Regions from separate parts of the Mus musculus genome. Here region 2 is linked to region 1. The links are chromatin contacts, called in public promoter capture Hi-C maps. All regions are on one chromosome and are shown on one strand. Each heading gives the region's core, a stretch centred on a gene start, on an enhancer-like site or on the middle of the called end of the contact. The rest is flanking DNA. Distances are from core to core; before and after follow the strand shown. Region 1 overlaps Aspg (asparaginase). Region 2 holds the start of Gm29890 (a long non-coding RNA gene).

The links. Capture Hi-C pulls out chosen DNA fragments and counts their contacts.
Region 2: a promoter capture Hi-C map of adipose tissue shows a contact between it and region 1. The contact joins two enhancer-like sites. A contact is called at or near these places in 5 of 115 datasets of contacts at active chromatin or transcription factors (craniofacial prominence, embryonic basal ganglia, embryonic forebrain and 2 more) and 3 of 9 other capture datasets (adipose tissue, embryonic stem cells and liver).

Annotation. Positions count from the first base shown.
Region 1 is chr12:112,117,612-112,125,163 of GRCm38.p6, forward strand. Aspg (asparaginase) reads left to right here. Exons shown (of 15, transcript NM_001081169.1): 7 at 2,343-2,455; 8 at 3,254-3,436; 9 at 3,542-3,655; 10 at 4,139-4,252; 11 at 5,333-5,428; 12 at 5,679-5,842; 13 at 7,199-7,285. Among named protein-coding and RNA genes, the nearest start is that of Mir203, 9.5 kb to the right of the region's middle. Within about 2 kb of position 4,155, at least 6 of the 459 cell types and tissues checked have an H3K27ac peak or open chromatin away from gene starts, as enhancers often do. A contact at or near this core is called in adipose tissue, where this site is marked.
Region 2 is chr12:112,339,977-112,347,528 of GRCm38.p6, forward strand. It overlaps Gm29890 (a long non-coding RNA gene), which reads right to left and starts at 299. Exons shown (of 5, transcript XR_001780725.2): 1 at 1-299. Within about 2 kb of position 4,480, at least 18 of the 459 cell types and tissues checked have an H3K27ac peak or open chromatin away from gene starts, as enhancers often do. A contact at or near this core is called in adipose tissue, where this site is marked.

The DNA of each region.
Region 1 (7,552 bases), core at 2,905-5,404:
TATATGGGCTCAGGATTGGAGATTCTCCTGTTGGCAGAGAGGCCTTCACCCTGATTCTAAAAGACACTGCCACACGGGGACACCTGGCCTGCAAGCCCAGCCCAGCCTAGCCTAGCCCAGTATAGCTTCCCTAGCCCAGAGCTGAGAGGCTCACCCCCACTCCCAGCCCAATATCCTGATCCACCATCCTGCTGTGTGGGTGTGTGGGAACCTGCACCTCGCCTTCTTGCTATCGGCAGGCTGCCCAGCCGGTTCTCGTGTGGAGAAATCTGGGGTTCTGCTCAGGGTGTGGCTGCCTGGGCCTGGGGAGGAGGGGCGTGGAGCTCCTGCACCTGCCTCCTGCCAGCAAGCCATAGGACACAACCCTGATACCACATGATGTGGGCCTCCTGAGGGCTGCCACCGACTCTTCATTTACCCTCTGGGAGGTGAGGGGTCCAGGGACCATCCTTGGTGACAGACAGGAAGGTGATGGACCATACTGCTCGGTGTGCTCTGCACTGGCGCAGGGACACCGTGCCTGGGGGGCAGCTAGGCCTTGCTGGCTCTGCTCATTCCTCTGTCCTCCCCTGTGCCATCTCCCCTTCTCACTCCTAGTTCCCATCTTTTGCTCTGCAGGGAAGCCTCCCAGGCCACCAGAGCAGAGAAACTGAGGGAGGGAGCCACCCTGCTGCAAAGGCACCCCTTGATCTTGTCCACTAGCTTGGGGTCTTACGCCATACCTTTGACACACAGGCATGTGCCCTGCTCTGTACTTAGGAGCCACCTACCTCCAGAACCGGCAGGGCCACCTCAGACCCTAAGGCTAAGAGCAGACTAGACTACCAGGTTAGATTCATCTCTCAGCCTGGAACACAGCAGGGGCTGTTAAAGGATTGAGGTGACAGCCTAGCTTAGTCATTGCTGCCTTCTCCTTTATGTCCCCAGAACCACTGTGGGGAGGACTTAAAGATCCCAAGGAGAGACTTCCAGGCTCATCAGGAGAGTGGCTGGCCATGGGTCCTTTGTCTCTGTGCACAGCCCCCCACCCCCTTCCCCTGCCATAACTCTTCTGATGGCAGTAACTCCCGCCACCCAGCCTTATCAGTCTGCCCAGCTGAGATGCAGGTCCTTAAATTAAAGGACCCCTCACATTGCCATTGTATCAGCTGATGGATGCTGTAGCCAGTAGGGTGTGCAGTTGAGGGTTCTGCTCCCTCTCTTGCCCCACCCCCACCCCTCACCCTTCAGTGTGTGTCCAGAATACTGTCAAGTTGATTATCACATGTGGATGCTCTGTCTGTAGACCTCCTGAGTTCATGACCCCCTCACGTAGCACAAGGTCAGGATGACAGCGAGGGTGGACAGTCTTGGAGGAGGTCCTGGAGCTGTGGTCTTGTCCTGGCTCCGTGCTTGGCACCTCAAGGCTACCATCCCCTCTCCAGGACTCAGTTTTCCTAGGCTGGACTAGAGGATCCCCTGTTGCAATCTATTACAGGGAAGCCACCAACATCCCACCTCTGTTGGCCTGGGGGCTTCTGGGTGCCCAGGATTGATGAAGTTCAAGCGATAACTTGCCATGCCTGTTCCTGCCCGTGTGGCCTGGGTGCCTGGGTGTGACCTCACAGTGGCCTTTAACCCTGTGGACAATTGCTCCTTTGGAAGGTTCCCTGGCTTGGCTCTGTTTGAGGGGTGCTGACCCCAAATTCCTACCCCTCCCTTCCCTGTTTAGGCCTGGGATTCTGCCATTACTCAGCACCTGGATGGGAGGGGGGATGGGCCCTAGTAAGCCCCCTGAATTGTGGGGTAAAGAGATGGAGGCTTGCTTTCTTTAAAGGCACAGCTTGAGAAGATCAGCCAATTGACTTGACGGCTGGTGGGCAGAGAGGGTCCCCAGTATTCAGCAAGAGGGCAACAAGCCAGACTGTCTGATCAGAGGGAGCCGCTGGACTTCCTCTGGGACTAGCAGACTGCTGCTCCATCCGGCCTTTGCATACGCCAGTCCCTTTGCCTGGTGTGCGGTCCCCACCCCACACACTTTTCCTTCAGCTTAGTCAGGCTTGACTGGGAGTCTTCCTTCCCCATCCCTGTTAGCCGCCATCCCCAACCCTCAGCCCCATAGACCTCGTCCCCATCTGTGTCACCACCGGTTGGCTTGGCCACTGACCTTTCTCCTAACGTCACCCCACACACACCCCCAGGCCATGGGATTGCTATGAACTGAGGTGCCTGCCTGAGGGAGACCAGGGCTGATTTGATTCCTGGAGGAGGATGAACAAGAGGGTGGGCAAGAAAGACAAACTGGAGGAGGTCTGGGGGCTCAGCTGGAGCTTTCACCCATGGAGACCTTTCTCTGTCCTCAGTCAACCGTGAGCTGGTACGGAAGGCCTGCGGGAAGAGCCATCTGGTGGTCCACAGTAGCATGGAGCCTGACGTGGGCCTACTGCGCCTCTACCCTGGAATTCCCGCCTCCCTGGTAGGGAAACCTTAGAGCCTTCTGTCCTACAGTGCCCTCCACGGCTCCCGTGCCCTCATACCTCCAGGGCTCCCTGGAACTGTGGTCTTACTTCCCTGCACCCTGGTGGCCTTGCTCAGGCCAAGGTCTTCACAGAGCGATGGCTTTACCCGTTTGGGCAGCCTTGCCTTCTTAGTTGAGCTCCGCTCTTCCTGGGATGAAGTCTTGATTGATTGAAGGTGGGAGGCTGAGCATCTGGGCTGGGTATGGGCTTGTGGACACATGGGGATGTGTGTGGTCACCTGGTGCCACCTTTAGGATGCCACTCTGAGGCTGGCTGGGAGTGTCCCCAGGGACTCTGCTTTCTACTGTTCCTGCTTTCTTTCTGGCCAGGTCTTAGAATGTAGCTCAGGCTGGCCTGATTGTACTCCTCCCACCCCACCCACCGCTGCCTCTCTCTCTGCCTTTTCTTTTTCTTCCTGTCTTCAGCCCTCTGAACTGGCTCTTCTTGTGATGTCTGCGGTGCCCCCCTTACCTGTTACAGCTGATAGGACACAAAACTCTCCTCTGTCCTTGAATGTAGTTGTCCTGCCTGGAGGAGTCTGGGCAGGGCCCATTCTGAGGGTCTTCAGTGTCAGGAGCCCTGGTTCTCTAAGCTAACACTGGAGGGGTAGGGGGAATTATTGAGGCTCAGCTCGCCCCACAGTCAGAGAGACCCTGCTTACCATGAGAGGGAAGTCAGATAGTTAGGAAGCCTATAGGATAAGCCCTGTTGTTCTTTCCAGTGAAAACACTCCCAAATCTGTGCTCCCTGCCCAGGTCCGGACCTTCCTCCAGCCCCCACTGAAAGGCGTGGTCATGGAGACCTTCGGCTCTGGGAATGGGCCCACCAAGCCAGACCTACTACAGGAGCTTCGGGTGGCGGCCGAACAAGGCCTGATCATTGTCAACTGTACCCATTGCCTTCAGGGGGCTGTGACTTCGGACTATGCATCTGGCATGGTAGGGGTGGAAAGTGGGCCTGGGACAAAGGGAGGGTATCTGGACTCTGCTTCCCTTTCGCTGTGGCGGTCCCAGGGCCAGCCTCCTTTCCTGGTTCCTCTACAGGCCATGGCAGGAGCTGGCATAGTCTCGGGCTTCGACATGACATCAGAGGCTGCCCTGGCCAAACTGTCCTATGTGCTGGGCCAGCCAGGGCTGAGCCTGAATGACAGGAAGAAGGTGGGTGTACCCTTGGGACTCGGAGCACTCCCGAGAGCACATGAATACCTGCTGACTACTGAGAGGGCTAGGAGGAGTGTCTGTGTTCTGGAAGTGGAAGGGAAGATAGGGCCAGTGCTGACCCAGTTCATCCAGGCCACACCCTAGCCTTCTCTGGGGAGTCTTGGATTCTGGGTACCAGTTCAGTATCCCTCCCCCACTGCTCCTGACACCCTGCCCTGCCTCCCACTTCCTACAGAGCGCTCCAGGCCTGTAGGCTGCCAAGCCCTGGCTGAAGTCTTAGGAAACCTAGAGTTTTTAGGGAGAGAGGGCAGTGTTAGCCTTCTGTGGGCATTGTGGGTCACACTAAGCCCTTGCAGGGTGTCACAGAGGTGGAATATCAGACCTCTGTCAGGCCCAACTCCCTGTGGGATCCAGGTCATTCCAAATAGTCTGGACTCCCCGGTCCGGTGGTGGCTAAGCCTCCATATCCTTCTGTTCCAGCTGCTGGCCAAGGATCTTCGTGGGGAGATGACGCTGCCTGCAACAGATGTCTTGCTGCAGGATGGCATGCTGGGCTGCAGGGTAGCTTGGCTTCTCAGTATGAATGGCAGCCAGGTACCAGCTGCGTTGTGTGGGAGTGGCAGGGTGAACACACTCGGGGGATGGCAGAACCTACCATCCATCTCCTGTACTGTCATTCTGGCCTAGGAGGGGACCAGGAAGAAGCTCTGGGGTGCATGGTGAGGACTTAGAGGGATTTCAAGGCAGAGTCAGGAAAGGGACCTGTCTGTTGTGTGGAGATAGAAAAGATGGAGCCGCCAAGCAGGGGCTGCTGTGGTCAGGACACGTCCTGCTGGCTTGGACCTCAGACTGGGGTGAGCTTAAGCAAGGTGGGATGCTGTCTGTCCTGCTGTCTGTCCTGGTGCTGAAGAGTCAGGGCTGACTGGGGTCTCTTCAGGACTCTGAGCTAAGGGTTCCAGGCTACACACGGGCACCTTGGAATGTGGTCTAACCCCCAAGCTTTCCTCTGCCCTCAGTACTTGAGTGCGCAGACCCTAGCAGGGGTGAGGAAACAGAGGGCCCAGGAGCCCAGCAAGTGGCTCCTGCAGAGTTACCTTATGAGCCAGGTGGCTAATGACTCCTTGTTGCCTGTGGGTATGGCCCGTCATTAGGGTGACTGTGTGATGAGGTTCCTCGTCCCTCTAGGGCCCTGCTGGCCTGAAGCTGTGATTAGGGCCAGCATGGACGCTGGACAAAGTGGCACTTTGAAGACTTTCCAGGGCCTTGGAGGACCCCTGGGGGACTGGGCAGTGGGACGGTAGCCCTTCCAGGAATACTGTGCATTGATGCCTTTCTGATGTGTGTGGGGGAGGGGGGACCCTGCACCATTTCTCATGCTCTCCCAAGGAATGACCTGTGACTCTTCCTGTCTGCAGCGGAGGGAGGCAGAAAATGGAACAGATAGCAGATAGAGGGAAACAGGTGGTAGCCTGGTCTCTGCTTCCAGGCTGTGGGGGCAGGTGGGCACGGGGACTCCTGCCAGAGCCCTCCAGTGGGGTGATTTGGGTACCTTCCTCCTGTGGAGAGATGGGTTCACATAGACAAGGTACTGCTGGCTCTTTCTGTTCTTATCCTGTGAATACTCAGTGCCTCAAAGCATGGCAGTGGCCCATGTCACCATTGCCTTTTTGTCAGGAGGCTGATACCATGAAGGATGTTCTTCTGCCCGGCCTGGCCCTGGCTGCAGCTCACGCTGGTGACCTGGACACCCTGCAGGCCTTTGTGGAACTGGTGAGTTCCCCACTGAGGGACCAAGCTAGTGGGTGGGACGCCGCTCACACGGGCAGAACACCCTCCCCAGGTGTTCTCACTAATGCTCCTAAGCCACACTGGGCAATGGGGCCTGCATCCCAGCCCCAGGGCCTTGCTGGAAGATGGTGTAGGGGTGGACCTGTGAACTCTCATCCTTCCAGTCCTCTAGGTGGTTCACCTGACCTGTCCTAGCCCTGTTTTGAGGCCTTGTGCCCTTGTGTCATCCTAGGACAGAGACCTAAACCTGAAGGACTATAGTGGTCAAACCCCACTGCATGTGGCTGCACGGAGGGGCCATGCCGCAGTGGTTACCATGCTGCTGCAGAGGGGTGCGGATGTGGATGCCCGTAATGAGGATGGTCAGAGCCCACTATTGCTGGCCGTGAGGGGCAGGTACCAGGGGCCTGGGTGCTGCCATGGGCATGTGGGCAGCTGCACGGCGGACGCTTGTCTGATGGGGACAAAGATCGGGTGGAACACAAACAGGGTCAGTGAAGGAGGCATATTTCCGTGGGGCAATCTGGAAGGGCTACATGGAGGAGGTGGCCTCAGAAGACGCTGGCAGTGTCTCCGAAAGGAGAATACCGCTGACGAAGTGTGAGGAGTTCCTGGTGACCTCCAGTCATCCGTGTTTCCCAAGATCTGGCAGAAAAAAAGCTGGCAGAGGGGCTGTGACAGGCATAGGTGACCTGGGTGGAGGGTCCCCAACTGGCCCTCCTCACCCCATGTGGAAAGATAGCCACTTCAACCTGTCCTCTCCAGTCCTGCCTGCCAGGCTCTGCCCTGGACATGCTAAGAGAGTGTGGGTGTTTGGGCATTGCCCAACATCCTGTAAGGGAAAGGAGACAGGACCCTGAGGTGCCCTCAAGCCTGCCAATTTCTCCCGTCTCATGCAGGAAGGCTAAGGCCACACGGTGGGGTCCAGCTGGTATCCCCATCCTGGAGCTAAGAGCAGCATTGGGTGCAGAGATCATGTCATCAGAGTTGGGTACTTCCTTCTGTGACCTCTACTGCCAGTACATGGAGCATGGCGGCGGCCCAGACCAGCCTGGCAGAGGCATCTCTGCCAGAGTAGTTTCTCCTGGGCTTCTCACAGCAGCGCACAGCCCACAGACCCTGGGCTGTTAGGGAGTGGGGTGCTTGAGTTGCCCAGGAATATCAGATGGTAGTGTCCAGTCCTGATCCCTCCCCGTGACACCCCCACCCTGGGTTGGGGATGCTGAGGCAGAGCCCTCTTTTCAGAACAGGTCTGGGAGGCTCCACCTTGGCCCTGCTGACACCCCTGCCCCTCCAGGTGTGGCTTAGCTAGATCGCCTCAGGAAATAGCTCCCGCCTTGCTGGACCCCCACTGTTCACGTTTCCCCACCTATATCCAAGGGTGGAGTTGGGGCACAACTGACTTGGTTTCCCCAGGGCCTATCCTGGGTCTGAGCAGAGAGAGGTCACTTCGGTGGTGTGACACAGTGGGACTGACTGGCTGAATGTGTCTGGGATGCTGCTCCCAGCTGAGGAGGGAGGCCTCCTGGGGTGTGCAGTTTGCACAAAGAGCTTTTCCACCTGTGGGCTGAATGGAGGCCATAAAGGATGAGGTGTCACCCTGGTCTGGGCAACAGGGGACAGTCCTTGTCTGGGACTAGGCTGTGGGTGTCTGAGTCGCCCCAGTTCTCACCCCACCCCCCCACCCTCTGAGAACTGAGTGAGGCTGGCAGGGTCCAGGCCACACTGACAATCAGCACTCTTCCATGACAGGCATCAGAGTGTCATTGGGCTGCTGAGAGCTGCTGGGGCCCGCCTGTCTCCCCAGGAGCTGGAGGACGTTGGGACAGAGCTGTGCAGGTGATGGTCTGAGCGGCTGTGTGTAAGGGAGGTGCCGGGAGGGGTCAGGGCCACTGGGTGGGGCTGAGGAGGGGGAGCCAGCCCACACCCAGGTGGCATACAGTGGCCTGGCTGACCGACGCATCTCCCTCACACCTGTTATAGGGGTGCCCAACAGAACAATCAGCAGGGGTGGGTGGGCATGTGCTGTGGGCTTGGTAGGCATGGGGGGTAGGGGGAGTAAAAACAGGGAGAGAGAAAAGCAGATCTGGGCTGCGACAGCTGGAG
Region 2 (7,552 bases), core at 3,230-5,729, 220 kb after region 1:
CTGCCAGGCATTGTTCCATCTGTGGGAAAACCCCAGCTCCTTGGCTGCCTGGCCACACCCTCTGCCTTCTCCTCCTCTTGCCTCAGCCTTGGAATCAGACATATAGGAAGTATCAGCAGCCCTGGTCAGCTACATCTGCCTGGCCTCCATGTCCAGCTTAGTCAGCCAGAGAACCAAGTGTAGTCAGAGCCTGCAGGCCAGGGCACAGCCAGAACCAAGATAGCCCTTCTATGTGGGGAAAGTGAGGCACAGAGGGAAAAAAAAAGACTGTTGATAGCAGCCTAACAAGAAATGTAGTTGGGAGTCCCTCAAGCTGTGACCATGGTCCCCTGTGTCTCTGCCTCACTTAATCAATTGGGCACAGTCTGACACGTGCTAGAAACATCTCCTGGAGATGTGCCACAAGCGGTAGTTACTTTGAGAATCATTTCAGTGCTCCAAGGAACGTTGGTGTGTGAGTATGTGTGTGTGTTTGTGTGTGTGTGTCTGTGCTTCCACTGTATAGACAAAGTGTGAGAGCAGGCCAAGAAAGGGAACGTGGGAGTTCCAGCTGCCAGGAGCCCCTGATTGCTGAGTCAATGGTGTATCCAGGATCTAGTATCCCTCCAAAACCCCGACCCATCTTCCCTCTGGGTGTGCATGGAAGTATGTGCATGGCTCTATCTATGTACGCATACATTTGTATAAACACACGTGTGTGTGCACACACACGCGCATGTGCTTCAGAAGCAGAGGCAGGAAGACAGCACTCCCTCTGGTCCCCGTCAGACTTCCCATAGCCCCACTGCTGACTATTGGCTGAGCTTGTTCCCTTCCACCCACTGTGCCATGTGCCTGCCCAGCCCTCAGTCTCTGCCTGGCAGGCTGACATTCTTGGACCTCAGGCTCTAGGCCAGTCTGCCAGACTCCAGGTGAAGACAGGACTGCTCAGCTGTTTGACATCACAGAGAAGTTGTCGGTCATTGGGTGAGTGGTGGGTGGTTCAATCACCCAGGAACAGTCAACCTCATCTGGGCCCAACTATGGAGGTAGGCTAGAGTCACAGGTGGCTTCCCAGTTCTGCTCCTGTGACCTGAGCCCTGTTCTGCCCTGCTACGCCTAGCCTTAGTGCTGGTCGGGCAGACGCTTCTGAAAGAAATCACGGAAGCACAGCATGAGGAGCTCTGAAATCTCTGGCAGGTTCCACATCCCAGGTCTCCACTGGTGTCGGGAAGTGGTTCCCAGGCTAAGATGATGAGCAAAAGTCGCTGCCTCACACCAGACAAAGCTAATTTAACGGCTCATGTCATCTAGTGGAAAAAATGGGGCTAATGTCTACATTCAAGAATACGCTGGGAACGGTCTGCCAGGTAATGTTTGAGAAGTGGTCCAGACATTATGTAACCTACGATCTGAGATCATCAAGCAAACATCTCTGGATTGGCGCTGGGGACTATGATGAGGGAGATGCTACATGAATGGCCACCTCAGAGGTATCGGATGTGAAGACGGCTGTGGTAAAGAGCTGGGGTATCAGGGCAGCTTCCCAGCATCCTTTGAGACAGGAAAGGGGAGGCTTTGGGTTGGAGGTCCTGAGCAGCATGGATTTTATTCTTAATCAGAGTGAGGAGAAGCTGGGCATGCTGTATCTTACTTACTTGTGAAGGTCACTCCAGCTTCTCAGGGGTGGGGGAGGGGGGGAGGCTTTAAACGCATCACACCACTGCCTGACTCCAGGAGACATCAGTGAAGCCCTGGAGGTATGTTAAAGGGAAGTTAACAAGGTACAGGGAGGGAGAGCTGTGCGTTAGGAAGGATACAGGACAGACACTGGTCCTGATGTTGGTAACGCTGCTGTGTGGCTGTTAGGCAGCTGTAGACATCACAGGTGGACAGTCCATACAGGTGCTTTGTGGCCTGGCCTGGCGCCAGCATAGAGATCAAAGCAAGAAGTCAACAGGAAAGGGAAAGCAAATGGCTACACAGAAGCTGCACTTGACTCTGGTGGAACATTGTCAAGACAGACATTGCCCAAGATTTGGAGTGGGGGTGGGGCAAGGCTTGAGAAGCGGGGAGCAAAACCAATAGAATAGAGAAAAGATAAGAAAGCAAAAACAAAGACAGAGGTGCAGTGCTCACCCAGTCAGCAGCCTCGCAGAGGAAAAGGTAAAGTTAAAGGCTGGAGAGATGGCTCGGTGGTTAAGAGCACTGACTGTTCTTCCAGAGGTCCAGGGTTCAATTCCCAGCAGCCACTTGTTGCCTCACAACCATCTGTAACTCCAGTTCCAGGGAATTTGACCACAAGGTATCTGTGGCTCACTGACATGCACGCAGGCAGGCCCCATGTGCAACATTCATTTTTCAAAAATCAGGTTAAAATGTAGCAAAGTAGTCTAGCAGCAGGTGCTGGGAAAGACACAGTCTTGGAACGGGTGCAGCCCCAGGCAGCAAGGAGGGAAGTCCACATTCTAAATTCTTCAACCAGTAGCCAAGCACAAAGAGTAGGCAGCCATACCTCAGGGAAAGAACAGACTAGCCAGAGTTCTCTACCAGTGCACGGGGAAAAGAGTAAAACTGTCATTCAAGTCCAGCCGCAGAAAGCATCTTCCAGAGTTCTCAGGACTCCAGGTACCGTTGTTAACTAGAGCAATGCAGAATGAGATTCAGGCAGTACTACGGAGCTCAGGGCAAGGTCCAGGGGTAGCTGATAGAGGCCAGAGCTGCAGAGCCTAAGAGGACTGTATGCCAGTGCAGCGTGCATGAGATTGTCTCCCAGTGAGGCTTCCTGCCAGTGCTCCCACCAGTGTGCTCCCTCCTCCGGGACCCTCTGGATCCCCGACTTACTTAGGCAGCAGGGAGCAGAGGGATCTGTAAGTCCCATCATGGGTCTCAAGGAGCCAGATCCATTCTCGGTCTCTTGTAGGTAATCCTTAAAGTAAAGTGTCTCATCTGAGCTTCCTTCCCAGCATGCCAGACTGATCAGGGACTGTCCCTCCTCCCAGTCCTCCCTCCGCAGAAGAGGATTCCCACGAAATTACAGGCATCACATCACTCCTGAACTCCTTGAAGAACCAGGTCTAACATCTACAACTCCGTTATTCAGTGTGGGCCTCAGTGTCTTTCTCTAATGCCAGTTGACATGCAGGGTCAACGTGGAAATCTGGGTGTGCAGCCTGGCAGAAGCAGCTTCCATTAAGGACTACATAGTAGTGGTGATGAGAAATGCTTGCTCCCTCAGGTCAGTGGAGCCCCAGCACAGCAGGGTTGGCAGGGTGGTATGATGCTGGTGACATTGGCTGTAAATGACACAGGACAAAGATCCCATGCCCGCATGACCTCCATGCTCCAGTCAACCTGTCAATCAATCACCAAGTCACTATCTGGCCATGAGAGATTTTTTGCTTGCTATTGTCTCCATTCTGCTGTGGGTATCTCTGTGCATCTCCCAGGTAACAGAGGAGCGGGTTGAGACCTCACCTTGTGGGTCACAGTGTAGTCATGTGTCAATCTCTGACTTCCAAACGCGGCTGTCACAGAGCTACCCCCTTCTCCAAGAACTTGGTCTGGAGATAATTAACTCTGATGACCTGAAAGTCACAGTGCAGGTGGTGGCAAGGGTTCCCTCGGGAGCCGCCCATGAATGTCACCGTGGGATAAATGGCATTCGTAGACACAGACAAAAGCAAGTCACCGAAGAGCCACCACAGGAAATCCCCCACTTGACAGTTTTTGAGGGCGTTCAGGTTCAGTATGGAGTGAGAGTGGGAGGCTAAAAATAGCCCACTCAGCCAGTTAGTGAGTGCCTGACACCTTACAACCCATCAGTGCGTTCCTTCCCGACATCCCAGGTACACACAGGGCGCCCCTTGGGGGCTCTGTCCTGGTACTCACAGGGGCTCCATGCAGAGGAAGCAAGTTGGAACCATTTTTCGGAGGAAAGAGAGCAAATGGGGACCTGAGTCATCTGTTTGTGGTCTAGACAGATGTGAGCCCCAGTCAGTCGGCTGCAGTACCCCAGTGCTCATTCCATAGACGGCTAAGGCCAGAGGCCTACACTGGGAACCTGGAGTTTAAATGGAGCCTAGAGGTATAGAGCCGGGGTTAGCAAGTGGGCTGGGGGAAGGTAGTGACCCAGCATGGCAGCAGGTCAGGCAATCATCCCAGGCAGGACAGGCAGGTGGGGACATCAGAGCAATGGCCAGCAGCAATGAGTTAATGGATGAGTGGATGGCTGGGTTTGGGAGCGGGCAAAGTAGTTCTGGGTTCCTGACAACACAGAGAGAGAGAGGCAGGATCCAAACACAGCCTGGTCATACACCAGGGACATGAGTGTTGTCAGGAAGGGACTTGGTTTTTGCTCATCTATAGGTACCAAAGACTTGAGTGCATTTCTGATAGACTTGAGGTTAAAGGCAGAGAGAAAGGGGTGGGGATGAGAGATGCAGCAGCCACAACGTGCTGAGCGGAGCCTCGCTCTGCTCAGACGCACTGGGAGGGCAGAATGAGGTCACATTTGGAACCAGAGTCCGGATCATGTGCTGTCTGAAAGAGACACTTTCATAAATCCTGATGCGTGGCTAAGGAACAAAGATGGATACAGACGCAGAGGAAATGACCAGAGGACGGACGAAAGCTAATCTCAGTCAAAACCACTCACGGCACAAATCATGTATGTTAATAGAGGTATCAGGCCTAGCACAGCTGTGACAAGCTTAAACCTGTATGTGCACAGCCTCTGGCACAAATGCGCACAGAAAAACTGTTAGACACATACGGAAACCTACCGGACACAGCTGTAATAGAAATTCATCAAAGCATTGTTAGTACTCGGTGAGGGAGGAAGTGCGTCAAATTAGGAAGGGTGTCGGAGTGCAGGCCCTATAGAATGCAGAGCTATAGGTGCTTTACAGGCCACATTTATCTCTGACCTTGGAATGCTTCCTGCTTCCCAGTAAATCCAAGGAACAAATCAAAAGTCAATCTCACTCATCAGGGAATTACAATTTTTTAAGAAATGAGCTCTTGCCCCACTCCAAGACTAGCAACAAGAAGAGTGTTCTAACTAGCACACAGTGACAGAGTGGAGGGTGTGGATTCCAGACCCTGGCCCTCCATACCTCCTGACCTGCTCTGATCGTGCTCTGAACAGTGACCACTGAGCAGCTGTGACTGTGTCATCCTCTTGGGATGACCCTGTACTACCCACCAGGCTTTCCTTTCCCTCTCTCTGTTCCTGTGACCAGCAGTGGCCCAGAACAAGGGCTGGACCTTTGGGGTACTAGAGGGACATTCCATGGACATGCAGCCCGCCATGGTGACACGAAGTGAGCTAATGGGTGTCCTGCTGCCATGACTTGGAGCTCAGGAGACCGAGGCACACCCAGCTCCCTGTGACCTGTACAGAGGATGTTAGTAGTCCCGAAACAACTTTGAGTGGCGAATGTCTGAGGCTGCAAACACCCTCTCTGCCTCTGGCTCCCTTTGAGTCAAAGGGAATGAGAGCAAAAGAGGAAACCAGGAAGGTCAAGGGCCAGGGGCTCCCAATGCCAACCAGAGGAAATCTGAGAGGTATGAGTGTTCTCTGTAGGCATCTCTTCATGGCCTGCCTAGAGCTCTAGGCTCAGGCTCCTATCTAAGAACCAGAACACACAGGATGAAAGAGCTGTCACCATGGTCCAGACTGCAGACAGGATTAGCCCGAGTCACATAAGCTGGCAACAGGTTACTCCCTGCTGTTCCTCAGGCATTGAAATTGCACAGTGTAGAAGATACTCAAAGCCCTAGACCTCTGAAGAGCAGAGTGGGAACCCCACCACCACCCCCGAAATCATATTTTTATAGGCCCTGAAAGACCTGCTTCCCTGCCCCTGGCTCACATCTGAACGTCTATGGAGCCAGTCTGCACAGCCCTTCTTGGGCCCGGTGGTCACCCCATTCTTGTACTATCAGAGGTGGGGTGACATCTCCTGGCAGAGACAAAACGGATAACTTCTGCAGTGTTTGGTTATATATCAACTCCAGCTGCCAATAACAACCACTCCAGAAAGCCAAGAGACACACAGCCGAGCCAGAAGGGAAACACAGGGAACAGGGTCAGCAGTGACTTGCGTTTGGAACTCTTCCACAAGGGTCCTAAAATAGCCAGCAAGGGAAGAGAGGCAAAGGTGAGGAAATGCAGAGGGAAAAGCATTTACCAAAGAATCTGAATCTATAAAAAAAAAAATCCTAAGTGGAAAATATAAAATAAGAGACCCAATGGTGTGGGCATGGTAGCACACACATCTGCAATCTCAGTATGAGGGAGGCTGGAGTTCAAAGCCAGCCTGAGCTACATAGGGAGGAAAGGAATGAAAGAGGGAGGGAGGGAGGGGAGAGGGAGGGGAGAGAAAAGCAGTAAATAGATTTAAGGGCATTGTTTAAGAGTTTAAGTTTTGACACACAGAAGCTATACATATCTCCAGTGCATCCTGTGGTGTTCTGACATATGTGCACATTGTGTGAGGTTCAAATCTGCATAAACATGTTTACCTCCTCCAAAGTTCATTGCTTCTGTGGCAGAAACATTCACAACCCTTCACTCTAGGTTTTGGGACACGTGCAGGACATTGCTGCTATGTCTGTCTGTGCTGTGCAAACCCATTTTTTTTGGCTTAATTGTGACTTCGCATCCACTGGTCAACTTCTCCCCCCCCCCCAACACAACCCTGCCCCCCTCCCACCCCCCTCCCCCCTCCCCCTCCCCCTGCCACGTGCGCCTCTCTCCACTCTCCAGCCTCCGGGAACTGCTTCTCTCAATTTCTATGACATCACCAGATGAGCTTTTCAGCGTTCTGTTTGGGTGAGATCATGTAGGGCTTGTCTCTCGACACCTTCATTTGACTTAATGACCTGTAATTCCATCCGCATTGTACAAGTGACAGGATCGCTCCTTCTCCGCGCCGAGTCGCTTCCCAGGCTATGTACTACACTTTCTTTATGTGACTAGGAGTTGACGGATGCTTGGGCTCTTTCCCTTGCTAGGCTGGTGTGAGCGTGCAGCAATAAAGCCCGTGGCGCAGGCGTGCGCAGCTCTCCTGTGGATGTTACCCACTGCAGGTTGATGGATCATGTGCTGTTCGGATGCTAATTTTTCAAGTAACCTCCTTGCCTTCTGTCATAGTGGCTGTGCTAACTCACATGCCCACCCAGAGTGTGCCGACACTCCCCTTCCCCACACCTTTGAGGTCACTTCTCGACTTTTGTCTTACAGATGACAGTCATCCTAACCCGTGGGTGAGGTGTCTTAGTCAGGGTTTCTATCCCTGTACAAAACATTATGACCGAGAAGCAAGTTGGGGAGGAAAGGGTTTATTCAGCTTACACTTCCACATTGCTGTTCATCACCAAAGGAGGTCAGGACAGGAACTCACACAGGGCAGGATCTTGGAGGCAGGAACTGATGCAGAGGCCATGGAGGAATGCTGCTTACTGGCTTGCTTCCCCTGGTTTGTTCAGCTTACTTTCTTATAAATCCCACAACTACCAGCCCAGGGATAGCACCACTCACAATGGGCCCTCCCACCTTGATCACTAA